Linked DNA regions of Mus musculus: region 1 is linked to region 2. Evidence: chromatin contacts called from public promoter capture Hi-C data. All regions are on one chromosome and are shown on one strand. Each heading gives the region's core, a stretch centred on a gene start, on an enhancer-like site or on the middle of the called end of the contact. The rest is flanking DNA. Distances are from core to core; before and after follow the strand shown. Region 1 holds the start of Neil1 (nei endonuclease VIII-like 1 (E. coli)). Region 2 holds the start of AY074887 (cDNA sequence AY074887).

Region 1 (2,700 bases), core at 186-2,685, 2.2 Mb before region 2:
CCAGCCAGCCTGGAGTGCAGTACAGCAGCATAAACAAGAGAGGCCTGCTTCAACTGGCCAGAGAGACCTGACTCCGACTTCCGCATGTGCACTGTGGTACATGAATACCTCCCACACACACACACACATCATATACACAGCACAACGACAATAAAAAAGAATCCAACAGAGAGTTTGCTGTACAACAGTGTTAGCTACAGACCGCATGCTGCACTTGCTCATCTTAGGCAACTGGAACTTTATTCCTACTATCAACCTCTCCTCCCCTACCCCATCTTCAACAATCTTTCTCCTCACTCTGTGTGTCTGATTAATGTGGACTTCTCACATAAATGGAATCTCAGTGTTTGTCCTTCTGTAACTGACCTACCTACCACCTAGCATAATATCCTCAAAATCACCTATGCTGCTACCTGTGGCAGGCAGTGTATAATATTCCACTCTGCTTATATTCCACACGCTGTGTTTCTTAAGACATTTTTATCATCTCCCTCCCCACCCCATGTGTGTGCGAGCTTGCTAGTTCATGCTTGAACACGTGAGTACAGCCGCCTGATGAGACGGGAAGCCTGTGGAGGCCATTCTCATTCAAACCACGACAGTGGCCCTTTCCTATCATCCCAGTTCTTACTGAGGAGGCTGAAGAGAAGATCAGGGGAAGCTGGGAACCAGTCTGAGGCCCAGGACAATGAGGAATACATAGCAAGACCCTCTCTTTAACCGTCCTCTCCTAAAAAATATAAGAAATGAGTAAATGGGTGACTGGAGGAACAAGAGAAATAAGTGTGTAAAAGGGTGAGTCTCCGCTGTTGGTCAGCACAACGCACCTGCAGAGGCTTTCTTTCTCTTTTATACGTTTTAATAATGCTGCTTCCATCTCCCAGGGACGTTTGAGGCTTAGCCTCACCAATGTTTCTCTCCTCTTGTTCTCCCCTAGCCTACCCATCACCACTCACCCCTGCGGCAGCCACACAGGCCTTCCTCAGCTTCTGTTCCTGAACTTTGAATCGATCCCTTGTGCCTGGCAAAAGGTATCTTGCCGACACTTTTTTTTTTTTTTTTTTTGCCTGAGGTTGTGACAGTCAAACCAAGCTTTTGTGCCTAACTCCTGACTTTACCTAGTGCTGCCCCAGATATAAGCCCCTGTGGTATTGCCGGATGCACTCCCCCCTCTCGGCCCCCTAGCTCCCGCAGGCCGTGATAAAGTTGTTTATATGTTACATCTGACTGCTCATTGACACGGCCATCTTGGGTCCCCAGGGATTGTTTATCTTGCACCTGTGTATGCCTCGCATACAGCTGCTTGTGGCTCTACACAGCGCCGTTTCCGGCTGCTGGCGTCAATCCTGGCCAGGCTAACTGGTGACTTCAACTGCAGACGCAGCTGCGACTCCGGGCACCAGTTCGGAACAAGGCTCTGCTCACAGTTCTTTCGTCACCTCCGGGTTACGCGACTGCTCCAAAGCTTGCCCAACACCCGGGATTCTCATAAATAAGGAACTCCATTCCATACTGCGCCGCCTGCCTGAGAAAACTACATTTCCCAGCAGGTACCAGAGTGTCTCTAGCCTTTCCCAGCGTGCTCTGAAGTTCGGCAGACTGCTGGGATTAACCCCTTACTGGCTGCTGCCTCAGGTTGAGCAGTAACCAGAGCAGGTATTCATTCAACTTTAATGGGGGCGATTCGGGGTCTCAGTAAAGGTGAAGATCTAAAGGATCTGGGAGCCCGGGAAAGACAGAGAAACCAAAATTTTGTTGGGTGTGTGCGCTATCTCACACCTCGCAAAACTAGGACTCTGAAGGTTTTCCGCAAACCGAACCCTTTTTGGTGCCAAGCCCCCAACGCGTCTACTTTAAAACCGCCCGTCTTCCCTACCTACCTTCTCCTCAGATCTTGCTAGTAGCAAAGCGCGAGGTGAGGGATAGAGGAGGGTGGTGAGGACAAAGAACGAGAGCCCTGTCCTTCCTGGCACCCCAGGGATCCATGAGAACAGGGCTGTGCACAGATTGGAGCTTACCCTTCTCCTACTTCTGCCTCCTGTCCTGACAAGAAGGCAGCCGGGAGAAAGCCTCTCTCTTCTGCCTGGGTGACCATGGCAGGCTAGGTCAATCCCATTGGTCCAGCGCACATTTGAGTTTCTACCTCCATGGATGTAGACAGATTCAGGGCCTGATTGAGCTGTAGTGGATGAGTGACCCGAGCTTTGCCTTGGGTGCCGTGAGGTGCTAGAACAGATGCTGAGTAGCTTTGAACTTTGGGAGCTCCTAAGTTAAGATGTGGATTAGGGAGAGAGAAGGCCTCCTTCAAACTTCCTACTGTGTGTGGGATGGGAGGCAGCAGGGGCAAAGGCCAGGAGTTGGGGAGGAACAGGTTTGTAAGTGGGTAGGAGGGATTGGGGGACACAAGGTAATAGGCTCCAGCAAGAATCTGAACTGTATTCTAAAGCGAGGTGTGGAGGCCATGGAAGGAAAGCACCAGTGAGCAAGACAGCCATGTGCCTCCCAGCTTCAGCTTCCTGGTACCCAGTACCTTGGATGGGTGGCCAGGCCACCATTTCTTTGCCTATCCTATATGGCGCTATGCCTCTCTGTGTCTCTGACTTTTCCTCTGTACAAACTTGGTAATAATTCCTACTGAACAAGACATTTCTGGCACGACCTGTTGTCCTCTTCCTACTACAGGGCCCAGCCATTCCTCCT
Region 2 (2,700 bases), core at 104-2,603:
TGACATACGCCAACTTCCGGATGTCCATGCATTGGATACAATGACACCCTGGTGCTGAGTTCAGTGGAAAGAAGACGGAAGACCCCATTCAACTCCCTCTACCCCTTTGGTTTCATTTTCTTCCATGTCAGGCTGTGAGCTTCAAACAAGCCATAATGTTCCCAGGCAAAAGTTAAAGGAAACGTGTCATGAACTCACCATGGTTTCTGAACTTTATGTTGATTCCTGTGAAAAGAAAACAGGATCATTAATAACAAAACCCCCACAATTTTAAGAAGTGTCTTCCACTGTTAATACCACTTGATCCACACCATCACTCAGCTAACATGAACTGCACCACCACTGGGACCTATACAGATGCTGGGCCACCACAATAAAGGTAAACCATGGTGTCCTGAAAAGCTCAGAATCTAGCAGCCAGGTATGACAGACAAAGATTATAAAGCAACATGGAAGAGACATTCAGGGTGGGGAGGGAAAGCAGAATCGACAGCAAGTAAGATTTTAGGAAACCAATACAGATAATGAGAGTAAATTAGAGGTGGGAGAGGCAAAGGTAAGTTGAAAAGCCTCAAGTCAAAGAAAAAGAATTGTGAAGGGGTGAAGGAAGGGCATTCCAAGTAGAGCAGGCTGAGAAAGGTTAACAAAGTGGATAATTCACATGGTCCTAAATTTGGGGGTGTAGGGGTTAGGTGGTAAACCTGGTCCTTATTTCCGTTTCTTCGAAAGACAGCAATGGAAACTCTGCCTTAGTAGAAAAATGGCAGTTCAATTCCTATGTTGCCAAATGGGATATAAGGAAGGCATCGTGGCTGGAAAGCTAAGCAGACATTTGAAGGGTCTGCGCGCCCAGATGTTAGAAAACACCTTTATCTTACTTAAGACCGCTTCACCGACGGGCTGGATTCAAGGACCACGGGAAGTGACATTTTAGAAGAGTCGTCAGGCCTAAGGAGAGTTAACCTGCCAGGAGTCGGTTCCAACATGTAGGAGAAACAGAAAGGTGGCCCTGAGCACAGCAGCCAGGAGGCCACGGCGGGTTTCGGATTCGACTGTGAACACAGCTACCTCCACGCCTGGCGCCGGCGCTACAAGACTTGGACTTTCCCCCGCAGCGCCACTTTCCCGAATTGACTCTCTGGGCCGCAGCCGCCCCCACCCCTCGCACCGGCCCGGAGGGTCTCAGAGCCCAGGCGAGCCGTCAAGGCCCCGCGGGGATACCCGACGGCGGCCGGCGGGGACCAGTCCCTGGCAGGCCGGTCACCGAGGAGGCGGGTGCAAAGTCATCGTGCCCACGGCTCCTCGGTGGCGGCCGCGGGCCTGGGCCGTGGTCTCCACGCAGATGGCCCCCGCCCGGGAGACAGACACCTCGACTCCGCGGCCCCTAAAGGACTGAGCCTCACCAGAGGAAGACGGTGAGGGTGCAGATCAGCGCCTCTTTACTCAGCTGGAGAAGAACCAACCCGGATGGCCAAGCATCCGCGGCGAATATGGCTCCCGCGCGTGCGCAGGACTGCGAGGGGGCGGGGCGGGGCGGGAGGACGCGGAAGTTCTCCCAGTGCTGGGGCGGGCTCAGTCTGCCCACGTGGACTGTGCAGAAGCACAACCTCGGCTTTGGCTGCGGTCTGTATTAGAGGAGGACTGGAGGGAGGAGGGAAGCGTCTATACCGTGGAGAGTGGAACCAGATTCCTCCTACGCTTTGCACTCCACTTTCGTTTTCTCTTCTGTACCATTCTAATGGAGGCCAGAGTAGCAACTGTATAGACAAATCAAATCGTTTACTCTTCCAGTCTTGCCCCTTAACAGTTTTTCCTTTGTTCTTCCTCTTAGCCTCATTTTCTCCTTTCTCAGATCCAACTCTTTAATTGGGATAACTTTTGTTCTAAGTTTAAGACTTCTCTTCGCCGGGCAGTGGTGGTGCACGCCTTTAATCCCTGCACTTGGGAGGCTGAGGCAGGCGGATTTCTGAGTTCGAGGCCAGCATGGTCTACAGAGTGAGTTCCAGGACAGCCAGGGGTACACAGAGAAACCCTGTCTCGGACAAAAGAAAAAAAAAAAAAAAAAAAAAAAAAAAAAAAAAAAAACGAAAAAAAGACTTCTCTTCATCCATTTCTCCTTTCCAATCTTACCTAGTTTTTGTGCCTATGTTGGGGGTTGAAGAGCTAGTGGGTTGACTATGTACAGGGCCTTTGTCTTCTGTGTAGGCAAAACGGTTGGATCTGGGTTTCTTAAAGGGGGAAGCTTAGAAATTTAGTTGCATGTAGACGGGACCTGGCCTGTACTCAGGACCTGGTTTGCCCTGTAAATTCCAAGCCAGCCAGGGATATATAGTGAGACTGTTTTAAAAATGAGAGAGAGAGAGAAAAAAAGACCAAAAGGTAAAATATCCATACAATGCAGCATATATTTAATTTCAAACAGAAATTAGCAATATTTGCAATAGGAATTTAGTGGAGAATCTCTCTTAGCAAGAACAATCAAGAGAAACTTGCAGAGTTCCATTGTATAACAGGATAAACACTGATTTGGAATGAGACCCAAGTTCCAGCCCATTTTTCTGGTCCTGATTGGCCAAGTTAAATAAAAACCTCAAATATGAGTATCCTAAGTGTTTCACATGTGAATGATCTCATGTACTGCCCCCATGTGTGTGGGTGTGGGTGTGGGTGTGTAAAAACAAGGAAGGAAAGGCAGCAGGA

The links. Promoter capture Hi-C pulls out the DNA fragments that hold promoters and counts their contacts.
Region 1: a contact with region 2 is called in a promoter capture Hi-C map of cranial neural crest. The contact joins the promoter of Neil1 here to the promoter of AY074887 in region 2. A contact is called at or near these places in 2 of 39 promoter capture datasets (cranial neural crest and erythroid cells).

What each region holds. Positions count from the first base shown.
Region 1 is chr9:57,147,040-57,149,739 of GRCm38.p6, reverse strand. Neil1 (nei endonuclease VIII-like 1 (E. coli)) reads left to right here and starts at 1,435. Exons shown (of 10, transcript NM_028347.3): 1 at 1,435-1,656; 2 at 2,683-2,700.
Region 2 is chr9:54,949,607-54,952,306 of GRCm38.p6, reverse strand. AY074887 (cDNA sequence AY074887) reads left to right here and starts at 1,353. Exons shown (of 1, transcript NM_145229.2): 1 at 1,353-2,063. The coding sequence starts at 1,468. The coding sequence ends at 1,866. It overlaps Hykk (hydroxylysine kinase 1), which reads right to left. Exons shown (of 5, transcript NM_177351.4): 5 at 2,383-2,700. Psma4 (proteasome subunit alpha 4) reads right to left here and starts at 1,448. Exons shown (of 9, transcript NM_011966.3): 1 at 1,404-1,448; 2 at 199-225. The coding sequence starts at 201.